Regions from separate parts of the Mus musculus genome. Here regions 2 and 3 are each linked to region 1. Evidence: chromatin contacts called from public promoter capture Hi-C data. All regions are on one chromosome and are shown on one strand. Each heading gives the region's core, a stretch centred on a gene start, on an enhancer-like site or on the middle of the called end of the contact. The rest is flanking DNA. Distances are from core to core; before and after follow the strand shown. Region 1 holds the start of 1190005I06Rik (RIKEN cDNA 1190005I06 gene). Region 2 holds the start of Zcchc14 (zinc finger, CCHC domain containing 14). Region 3 holds the start of Piezo1 (piezo-type mechanosensitive ion channel component 1).

Region 1 (3,523 bases), core at 355-2,854:
CACATGGTGGCTCACAACCATGAGTGAGATATGACACCCTCTTCTGGTGTCTTAAAGACAGCTGCAATGTACCTACATATAATAAATAAAATCTTTAAAAAAAAAAAAAAAAGGCCATGTCATCAGCCTTTGGAAGGTTCCAGGGAACCCCTAAGGAAAACTAGGAATTAAGGGGAGGAAAATTTTAATCAAATATGTGTACACATGTATGGGAAGCATCTGTTCTGTGTTCCAGAGAAGGGGCACGGCTGGGGGAGGTGATGTAACATGCTGTGTTGTGAAGCTGGAGACCACAGCAAACGCCCTGCTCCAGCTCCTAAACACTTCCGCCCATCCTGGTTCATGCCTGGAGACAGACATGGCAGGCAGGCACAAAGTGCTGGCCCAGGAATGCCCACTTCACACGAGGACCTGGGGGCTCAAGCCAGGGCAGGCCCCATGTTGCCTGGGGAAGGTGGGACATGGGCTATCCTACCCACTTCTGCTGGAATTCTGAAGAATATTTGATCCATCTCCTATCCCTGTGGCCTTAACAAAGCCAGGGTCTGAAATGTCACTGCATTTTTCTTTAGTGATGGTTCATAGTAGGATCGTACCTGTGTATCCACCGCAGGAATTCCACTTTCCTGCCCTGGACTCAGTTTCCCCTTATAGTCATTAGAAACATACACAGCCCGGGGGTACGGAGACCTGAGGCTGGTAGAGTGGCCACACGCTACAGACTTGCGACAAAGAATTGATCTAGGCAGGTGCGTGGGGCATTGAGGAGGGTCCCATGAGAGAACCATTAAGATACAGGGCTGGCCAGCACTCGGGAGGCAGAGGCAGGCAGATTTCTGAGTTCGAAGCCAGCCTGGTCTTCAAAGTGAGTTCCAGGACAGCCAGGGCTATACAGAGAAACTCTGTCTCGAAAAACCAAAAAAAGAAAAGAAAAGAAAAGAAAAAGAGACAGGGCTGGAAGCCACACCTGGGTATTGAAAGGGTGTGGGTGTATGGCTCAGTGGTGGATACTTGCTGGATGTATGGAGGAGGGGTACGGGGAAGCCATGACATCAAAAACATAAAAATAAAGGTGGCTAGGCATTGGCCCCAAGCTTGTAATCCTAGCACTTAGGAGATAGAGGTCAGAGGATCAGGGGTTCAAGGGCAGCCTTGTGTGGGCTACAAGAGGCCCTATCTCAAATAATACAAAAGTAATCATGATATAGGGAGTGGGGAGGCGGCAGCCCGAGGCCTCTGAGTCTTCACCCTCAGGTCCTCTGCCAGCTGTGACAGGCGGGGGCACGTGGCCAGTCAAAATGCCAGAACCCAGCAGCGGGGAAGCCCGGGAGTCACAATGCCACCTGAACCTCCCAACTGCAGCGACGAGCCGGGGGCGTTACCTCTGCGTCTCTGCACAGGAGGCGGAGCCGGGCTCCCCATTTCCTTCCACAGAACCGGGGACAGCCGGCCGATGCCCAAACTTTGCCCGGTGCCGGGAGCGCGGCTGCGGTGGGGGAGGCGGGCAGGGAGGCGCGGCGGCAGGGGTTGTGGCTGAGCCCTGGGCGGGCTGCGGGGCGGAGCGGCCCGGGCGGCGCCGCCCTCCAGGTGCCGGGCGGGGGCCGAGGCAAGCGCGGCTGCAGGCAGAGCAGGCCGGGCCATGACCCCCGCGGCCCACGGCTGCAAGCGCGTCGCCTGGTGTCCCTCACGGCCGCCAGCGTCCGCGCCCAGCGCGCCCCAGGAAGCGGTGAGTGTGCGCGCGCCGTGCGCGCCACGGCGGACGCACCGGGACCTGGGTTTTGGCGACCTGGGATAGGGACCCAGGACGAGGGACCCCAGGATCGTGGAGATCTGGGACCAAGGGGACCCCGAGGTGGGGAATCCGAGACGGTGGAGACCCGGGTTGGGGAACCCGGGAGGGTAGGGAGCATGGGGTGGGGTGGAGACGGGGGAGGGGTGGCCTGTGGAGACCCCAAGGTGGTGGGGACTCCAGAGTGATGGGGGACCCTTTGGACCCTGGCGTCCCACAACTTCCTGCAGACTTCGCTGATCAGCTCGGCCTCCTCTGGCCGCGTGTCTGACATCGGGCGGGGGCGTGTCCCGCGCGTGGCAGCCTCAGGCCCCTCTTTGCACCCGGCTGGGTTGTCAGGTTGCCGAGCAGTCGGGCAAGGTGGGGGCAGGAGGCCTCGGGAGGAACCGCTTCCCTCCACCAAGTGTTTCCAATGTATTATTGATGAGCTGCCTCGCTTAGGGGCGCCCAGTACATCAAAGCAGCTTCGCGACCGCAAAGGGCGACCCGCTCGAAGCAGGCACTTCTCTTGGCAGGGCTGGCCCTGGCAGATCTGGGGAGGGCGCTTATTAAAAAGAGGACCCGCAGCTCCCCTTGGGGACTCTGAGGGCAGGAAGGACTTCTGGCCTTTGCCAAGAGAACGGTGCAGCGCAATGTAGGAGTCGTTCCCGAGAGAGTAGAGAAATGTTAGAACACGCCCTGTTTTACAGACAAGGAAACTGAGTCCCAGACGGCTTCTCCTGTGTGGCAGATTCTGATGTCTCTCTCCAGCCTGAGACACCTCTCTGGTTGTGCTAGCAGCTGAAAGCACCTCTTGCCTATCCAGATCCCTTTCCTAGTCAGGACACAATGTAGCTTGGTCCCCTTCGTGGTCCCCCCTCCCTCAGGTCCGGGTCCTCTGCACAGGAGAAAGGCTGTATATTTATGGAAAGACTTAATCCCTCCACCAGCCCCAAGGCCGTGGAAAGCTGTGTCTAATCTGTCCCTGGAAGGCCTCAGCTGGTGGGCACACACCAGGCCGGAGTGTGCGTCCCCTAGGGAGGTGTAGGTCACTTACAAAGCAACTCGTCCTCCTGGGCTGAGGACGCGGAGATGTGAGTGCTTAGCCAGCAGTTGGCCTGTGCCAGACCTGCTCCTGAGCTGGCTGTCTTCACACTCACACAACCCTCTAACCAAAGTTGCCTCTTGTCCCCATTTTAGAGGCGGGAAACTGAGGCAGGAAGGGTGATAAGTCCAGGTGTTAGCCCTAAGGCAGCAGGAAATGGCTCTCATCTTGGGGGTTAGGAGGGGAAGCTAGGCCAGGCCTGTAAAATCATGGGAAATAAGCCCACCATAGAGACTAATAGGTGATAGCCCACTCAAGAGAAATCCACTTTGCGTGTCAATCTCCCAGGCCCCACACAGCCATGGTCTCCCGCTAATAGCCACCAAAGTCACAGAATCCTTACCCCTGTCCCTGGGCTCAATCATTCAGAAAAAGAAAACTGTTTAATTTCATTTTATGTGTATGATTGCTTTGCTGGCATGTATGTCTGCCCCCTGCACATGCCTGGTGCCCTTTAAGGGCCTTGGAGCCCATGGAGATGGAGTTACAGGTGGTTGTGAGCCACCATGGGGTGCTGGGAACAGAATCCTGGTCCTCTGGAAGAGAAATAAGTGCTCTTAACCACTGACCGATCCAGCTTCTCCTCACACCATCCCAAGTTCAAGCCTCACTGTTATAGAAAACATATGGACACTTTGTTGCGCTGTTAT
Region 2 (3,712 bases), core at 519-3,018, 1.0 Mb before region 1:
GGGCCCTGTATCCGAAGCACTGGAAGGGGATAGGAGGCCCGCCTGTCCTTCCCCCAATTGCATCCCGGTGCCAAGCAAAAGCCAGGGTGGTGGCAGTCCTTTAGCCCTGCCTCTGCCCGCGGGTTTGCATTTTCTCGGTTCCAGGGCCCGAGATGCCCGCTGACAGAACGAGCTGACAGACCTGGCAAGTAGATCTTGGGGTGGGGGAGGGAAGAAGGCTTGCTCCTCCCATCATCCTCGCCCTAGGCGGTCCCGCCACCTCAAAAACGCAGGTGCTCGCCCACTGTGAGCTCTCAGCAGCCCCCCGGGAGGGTATTATTACCCGCATCTTCCCCGGGAGGCGCAAGGGGCTCGGAGAGAAATCACGATTCGCCCAAGGTCACACAGCTCGGGTGGGCAGATCAGAGGGAAGTCCGGAGCCGGTGGTGCTTCTGGGCCCATCGCCGCCTCCTTGCCGTCACGTTCATGAATAAAGCACCGAGGCCCAACGCCCGGCTTTGCCCAAAAAACAAGGCTCCGGGCTAATCTGAGGGAACAAAAGCGCCTAAAATTCCATCCCGAGTTTTCCACCACGCCGATTCCCACCGACCAATCCCCTAGCGCCGGTCCGCAGGGGGCGGGCACAGGCGGACCCGACGTGATCGACAGTCCATCTCTGAGGCGGCGCCTAGACTTCGACCAATCCTACGGAGCTGCCGAAACGAGCCGTCGCGCAGGACAGGCGGCCTGGCCAATTGGCGTGGGGGGGCGGGCTCGGACAGCCCGGGCTGTCGCGAGAGGCGGCCACCCCGCCCACTCCGCTGGCCGCGGCTGCCCGTGCTCGCGAGCGCGCTCTGCTCAGCTCCGACGGCCCGGGCCGCGATCCGTCCGCGGGTCCCGCTGGATCCCTCCGCCGCGCCAGGCCCGTCCGGGCGCCGCGCCCAGCCTCGCAGCGGGTAACGGCCGGCCTGGGCGCAAGCACAGGAGGCGGCATGGCCGGGGCGGCTCCGTCGGGGGGCGGCCCGCACTGACAGACCCTGCGGCGCGCGGGGAGATGGGGGCGGCCGCCTCCCGGGCGACGACGACGACGACGAGGAGCGGCCGCCGCCGCTGCCGCGCACCGGCCGCCGCTGGGGACGGGCGCGGGCAGGGCGCCTCCCCGTGAGCGGCGGCCCCGAGGCCGCTCGCCGTCCCCGGCCGCCCGGGCCGCGGCCCCGGCTCCGGCCGCCGCGGGGCCCCTGGCGGGCGGCTCCCCCGGCCCGCGCGCGCCCGGCCCGCGCCCCGTTCGCGCGCGCGCGGCCTCGCCCGGCGCCCGGCCGCGGCCCTGCGCGCCCCCCGGCCGCCCGCGCGCTGCTCCCGGGCCCGGCGGCGGCGGCGGCGGCGGCGGCGGGCGCGGCGCGGGCGGCAGCATGGTGGAGAAGCGTTGCCCGTTGCAGAGGGACGGCGTGTACCGCTGGTTCTCTGAACTGCCGTCGCCGCAGCGTGTGGAGTTCCTGTGCGGCCTGCTGGACCTGTGCATCCCGCTCGAGTTGCGCTTCCTCGGCTCGTGCCTGGAGGACTTGGCACGCAAGGACTACCATTCGCTGCGCGACTCGGAGATCAAGGCCAACAACCCGGCCGACCTGGGCAGCCTCACCAACCTGACGGACGAGGTGGTGCGCAGCAAGCTGCTGGTGTCGCTGGCCCTGCTGGGCTCGGAGCAGCGCGAGGCGGCGGGCGTCTTGTACCGCACGCTCACGCACACCGACTCCATCATCCACAACTACGGGCTGCAGCTCAACGAGGGTCGCACGGGCGATGAGTTCCTCCTGCTCTTCACCATGGCCTCTAACCACCCGGCCTTCAGCTTCCACCAGAAGCAGGTGCTGCGCCAGGAGCTCACACAGATCCAGAGCAGCCTGAACAGCGGCGGTGGCGGCGGCGGCGGCGGTGGTGGCGGTGGCAAGAGCGCGCCCGGGCCCAGCGGCGCGCTGCCCACCTGCTCGGCTTGCCACAAGGTGAGCGCAAGCGCGCGCGGTGGGGCAGCGCGGCTGGGGTCCTTTACCGGCCAGCCTGGAGATGACCTACTAAGGGACCCGGAGGCCTGCGTCAGCGCGCGGCCCCCTTTGTGTGTTCGGTGTCACGGCCCAGGCTGGGGACACGAGAAGGCCTTTGTCCTGTCAATCCCGGTTCTTAGGTGACATAACACTCAACGATATGTCCACTTGCACCGACCTGGAACCTGGGCGCAGGTGGGCCCTGCCACCTGCCTGTCTGGGTCAGGTGTCCCCGGGCGTGCATGGCAGGGGTACGATGTACAGGAACCCGTGTCTGCGTGTGCGATCGTGGGGGTTGTGCACGCTGCTAAGCGTGTCTGTCTGGAGAGCCTGGCTCTTGACAGGGGCTTTGCAGCCTCAGCGGGTCTGCGGGTATGCTGTCAGTGGTGATCCACCATCGGGGAGAACCCAAGCTCACTGAGGTGGGATCTGGTCTTAGGATGATAATGTCAGCTTGCTGGGCAGGAAGGGCAGCTTGACTGTCCACTCAGAAATGCCAGCTGTGGCCCGAATGTTTGAGGACTGGTAAAGCACGTGGTTCTCGTGGAAGCTGAAGGCTGGGTGGTTGGGGGCCATGGTGACTAGCAGATGGAGTTCATTTCTTTAGTATCCATCCCTCTCAGCTGCAGCCCGGAGTTGTGGATGATGGAGTCGGTGTGCATTTGGGCCTTTGGAGGCCGGCAGCAGCCCTGGAGCCAAGAACCCAGGTTTCTTGTGAGAGAAAGGCTCACCAGTGCCAAGGGCCATTGAGGTCCCACACCATGTCCTTGGTAGTCAGAGGCCACATCCGGGCCTCCTGCCCAGCTGCTCCACAGTCTGAGCCTTTTGAAGTTTAAACTCTTAACTCAGCTTCCCCTGTCCAAGGTGAACAAGGTGAGGTCGTCGGGGCTTCCGTCGGTTTTTCTTTCAGCTCTCTTTGAACCTTGAGTTGTGGCTTCTTTTTAATGTCTTCCTCTAAGAAGTGGTTGTGGTTCCTGAATGGGTTTCTGTGGCGTCTTATCTTTTCACTGACGTTTGCCTCTGAGACTTCGGTTAGCTTTTTGGGTTTTTCTTCTTCTTTTTTCTTACATACATACACTTTGCCACCTCACTTCCCTCTTGCATGCGAGGCAACTGTCAACAAGAAAGGCAGGGCCCAAGGAAAGTTAAGTTCTTCAGGCCAGCCAGCTGTCACCTCTCTGTGGTCTCCTCAGCTGCGGTTAGTTTCATCCACGAGCAGGAGCTTGCTGTCTCCCAACCTGGGCTGCCAGACCCCTGTGTGAGTGAAGCTCAGACGCATCAGGTCCGGGTTGCTCTGTAGGAGATGGGGACTGGTTTTTAACAGGGCAGTGAATTCAGAGTAGAAGTGTCTAGAACAAATGTCTTGGGTCCTCTCCCACCCACACAGTACTAGGGATGGAGCCTGGAGCTTGTGCATGCCAGGCAGGTGCTTGGCCACTGAGCCCCACCCCACTGCAGCCAGCCCTCACAATGCCTGTATAAGATGGCCTTTGTCTCAGGCAAAAGTCCACGGCGAGATGGAGTTAATCTAGTCCCCAGGGTCTGGGCACTGGTCGCCCGCCTTGGTCTCCTGTGCTGTAGGAGGCTGGGCTGAAGTCCTCCAGAGGTGACAGGGCAGCTGGCAGCTGTGCTCCCCGTGTTTTTCCCGGCCATGTTGGCTGTCAGTGGTTCTGTGGAGCCATGCGTTGTCTGCCCGA
Region 3 (3,535 bases), core at 540-3,039, 1.9 Mb before region 1:
TAATGCTTGTGTGTGACTGACCAGGATATCAAAAGGAAGGAGGCTTGCTTGCATGCCAAGACTGCATACTTGCTGTGGCGGGCAAGGGTGGCGCCAGTTTTTCAATGGTAACATTGTATCTTAGAAGCTGCTCCCACAATTCAGGGAGTCTTCAGATGCTCTTTAAACTGCTACAACACTGTAGGATACAGTTTAGTTTTTTTGAGAGTTCCCCTGTTTGTTCCTTTCTGTTTTTACCCTACAACTACTTCAATGGTTGTGAGACATAAACATTTCAGTTCCTTTGGGACAGTGGTTCTCAACCTTCCTAATATTGCTTAATTAATTTCTAATATTGCTTATTTATTTATTATTAATTATTTTTATTTATTATTAATTAATAATTAATTAATTAATATTCCTTAAGACACTTCATGTTGTGGTGACCCTTGACCATAAAATTATTTTGTTGCTATAACTATAATTTTGCTACTTCTTTTTTTTTTTTTTTTTTTTTTTTGAGACAGGGTTTCTCTGTGTAGCCCTGGCTGTCCTGGAACTCACTTTGTAGACCAGGCTGGCCTCGAACTCAGAAATCTGCCTGCCTCTGCCTCCCGAGGGCTGGGATTAAAGGCCACGCCCGGCCTATAATTTTGCTACTCTTATGAATCATAATGTAAATAGCTGTTATGTAGGATATCTATTATGCAACCCCTATGAAAGGGTCGTTCAAGGCCCATAGCTGTCACGACCCACAGGTTGAGAACTGCTGCTCAAGGAGCAGGTCTGAATGAATTTCTGAACCTTCCCGTGTCTTAGCAGCACCCCTTCAGAGTCAGACTAGAGGTGAGTCTTGGAGACCAAGCTAGGCAGTTTAAATACTATATGTCCAGGGAAAGCCTGCATTTCTGGTGGTTCTGGAAAATTGAAGGTTCTGAAGTGTGATTGACTTTAGCCTGCTGGTGCCTTGAGGCTCAAAAGGGTCACATCATCACCGCTCCCGGTTAAGCCTCTGCCCCTAATGCTACTCATTTCCCAGTGCATCCTGAACTTGGTCCAACTGTGCCGTTCTTGACCCCTTTTCATTTCGTCTTTCCTATCCACCTTAATACGGAAGACTGAGCCAAACCAAGGCGGCTTGGGTGAGGTACCGGGCACGTGCCGGACTCAGACCTTGTCTGGCCACCAATGGGACAGCAGGTGCTCTGTCAGCTTTTGCTACTGTCTGTAGCACACTGACTAAAGCCAAGCCACACAGTGGGGGCAGGTGTGACTGGAAGCAGTCCCAAAGCCCCAACGCAGACCACAGTGGGATGCAGCTGTCTGATGCCACAGCAGTAAGGTGTCTCTCCACCCCAACCACCAAGGCCTAGCCAGCGTGGCCGCCAGTGCCACAGTTAGGGACTCTGACAGCCCCCAGAGGGCGCTGCGCCATCACGGCTTGGGGAACAAAGCGAAAGTTGCTCCAACCACGAGGGGCGCAGTTGCGCGTGGGTACTAAGTGGGTCAGGTCTTTGGGAGTCTTCTTGTATTGCCCCCACCCCGGGTCCCAGGCCCCGGAGCCCCAGGGAGAAGCGCCCCACGGGCACAGTGCGAGTAACTGCGCTGGGCTGAAGGAGGGTTTGGGGGGCGCGCGGGTCGAGGTCTCCGGGTCACCGGCACCAGCCAGGCTAGTAGGGCCGGCGCTCGAGCAGACTGCGCTGGGCAGCGAGGGGGTGCCTGGGCGCGCCTGGCCGTCGGGGGAAGCGCGGAGGCGGGCACTCCAGGGAGGGCGGGGGCCGAGCTTATAAAGGCCCGCAGGCGGGAGCAGGGAGAGAGCCGCCGCGTCGCCGTCCGGCCCAGCTCGGCCTCCACGAGCCGCCGTGAGTTCCGAGCCGGGCGGGCTGACAACCCAGCGTGCGCGGGATCCGGCCGTCGGGAACCAGAGGGCGCGGCCGGGCCGGCCGGCGACCCGAGATCGAGGCCGGCGGGAGGTCACAGCAGCCGCGCGCCGCACGTGCGGAGACCCGCCCAGAGTGCCATGGCGCGCGGTTCCTCCGGCCCTCGCACCTCCCTTTAGCCACGGCGGCGCGACCCCGGGCGGTCCCCCGGCCGCGGGGCATGGAGCCGCACGTGCTGGGCGCCGGGCTCTACTGGCTGTTGCTGCCCTGCACGCTCCTGGCGGGTGAGTGGAGGGCGCGGGCGGGAAGGCTGCGTCCGCGTCCCCCTGCGCCGCGCCGCCCCGGCGGGCGAGCATAGGCGAGGAGATTCCGCGGGACTCGCGGCCCAGGGCGCTCGCATTCCAGAGGCGTGAGCGCGCTGGCGGCCTCGGCGGGCCCGGCCCGGGCACCGAGTGGAAAGCACGGCAGGCAACGGCGAGGCGCGGGTCCGCGAGAGCCCCAGATAGCGCTGGGCGTCTCCACGCGGGCTGGGAGGAGAGGCCCGGGCAAGGGGCTGTTAGTGTCTGAGCTGTGAGGGGAGCGCGACTTTCTATTCTCTTTCGTAGTTAAGAAAAAAGAAAGAAAGAAAGAAAAAAATCAAACTTGCATCATGACTTCCTGACCAATCTGGGAGAAGGTGGCGTTCTGCCTGGAGCTTTTCAAGTCAGAAATTTCCTACCAGAACTAATGTTCCAGCCCTAGGCGCAGTTCTTAGTCTCAGTTCCGAGGTTGTCTGTCCAATGCTAAGCTCCTGTCTTCCTTGTGCCCTACTTGGTTACCTTCCAGAGGGACTGGGGCACAGGGCGCCCCAGGAGGCTCTGCCTGATGTCAGAACTGGAGATCCCCTACCTTGGCATACGTCCCTTTCTTGCAAAGAGCTTCTCTCTTTTGGTGTCATAGGTGCTGGGCTCCATTGCCGCCCTCCCAGCCTCACCCAGGGCACCTTGCCCAGCTGCTCACCCCCTTACACCTCCTGAAGCAGTCAGCACCCCTCCACATGTGACCTTCCTCGGGGTCTGATTAAATTAGCCCACAGAGAGTCAGTGTACCCACTGTGAAAGTTGGTCTGCCTCGTGGAAGTCCATCTGTTGGAGGTGGGGGGGTTGTGCGTGATTCCCTCCATCTCTCCACGGACACTGCTTGTGCACCCTGTTTCAGGAACAGGCTCCGGGGGGTGTCAGGCAACCCGGGCAATGACTTCCACACAGGCCAAGTTTTGATTTGTAGGACCAAAATGTGGTGAGACCGGGGTGGGGGGGTGGGGGGGATTTTTCAAGGCAGGAATCAATGAAAACCATTGAGCTCTGAAAGGAGGGGCCAGCGGATACTGTCCTCAGCTCAGCCCGGACTTAGGAGAGCCAAGGTCTAGGGCCCACATTTGTGGCTTCTTTTCCTCGCTGGCCTGTAGACGGTCAGACTGTAAATATAAGCAGAATGGGTGGATGAGAATGTAGAAGACGGGTACCCTTCTTAAAGATTCAACAAGAGCTGCTTCTCAGGCTCCTTCACTGACTGTCAACACTTGGGAACAAGGAGGGCAGGGCAGGGAAGAGGTGGTCCTGTTGTGTGCAGAGAAAGGCTTCTCCATCTTCATGGAAGAGGTCCTCTTTCACAGACAAGGGCCGTGCTTAAACAAA

Evidence for each region. Promoter capture Hi-C pulls out the DNA fragments that hold promoters and counts their contacts.
Region 2: a promoter capture Hi-C map of liver shows a contact between it and region 1, with 4 times the contacts expected there. The contact joins the promoter of Zcchc14 here to the promoter of 1190005I06Rik in region 1. A contact is called at or near these places in 6 of 39 promoter capture datasets (the C10 cell line, embryonic stem cells, frontonasal cranial neural crest and 3 more) and 1 of 115 datasets of contacts at active chromatin or transcription factors (pancreatic cancer cells).
Region 3: a contact with region 1 is called in a promoter capture Hi-C map of liver, with 4 times the contacts expected there. The contact joins the promoter of Piezo1 here to the promoter of 1190005I06Rik in region 1. A contact is called at or near these places in 2 of 39 promoter capture datasets (hippocampal neurons and liver).

Annotation. Positions count from the first base shown.
Region 1 is chr8:120,632,471-120,635,993 of GRCm38.p6, reverse strand. It overlaps 1190005I06Rik (RIKEN cDNA 1190005I06 gene), which reads left to right and starts at 1,604. Exons shown (of 4, transcript NM_197988.3): 1 at 1,604-1,726. The coding sequence starts at 1,640. All of the region lies in intron 1 of Gm27021 (predicted gene, 27021), which reads left to right. It overlaps Gm33075 (predicted gene, 33075), which reads right to left. Exons shown (of 2, transcript NR_168723.1): 2 at 3,523.
Region 2 is chr8:121,649,989-121,653,700 of GRCm38.p6, reverse strand. Zcchc14 (zinc finger, CCHC domain containing 14) reads left to right here and starts at 1,768. Exons shown (of 13, transcript NM_080855.2): 1 at 1,768-1,976. The coding sequence starts at 1,800.
Region 3 is chr8:122,549,583-122,553,117 of GRCm38.p6, reverse strand. It overlaps Piezo1 (piezo-type mechanosensitive ion channel component 1), which reads left to right and starts at 1,789. Exons shown (of 51, transcript NM_001357349.1): 1 at 1,789-2,143. The coding sequence starts at 2,080.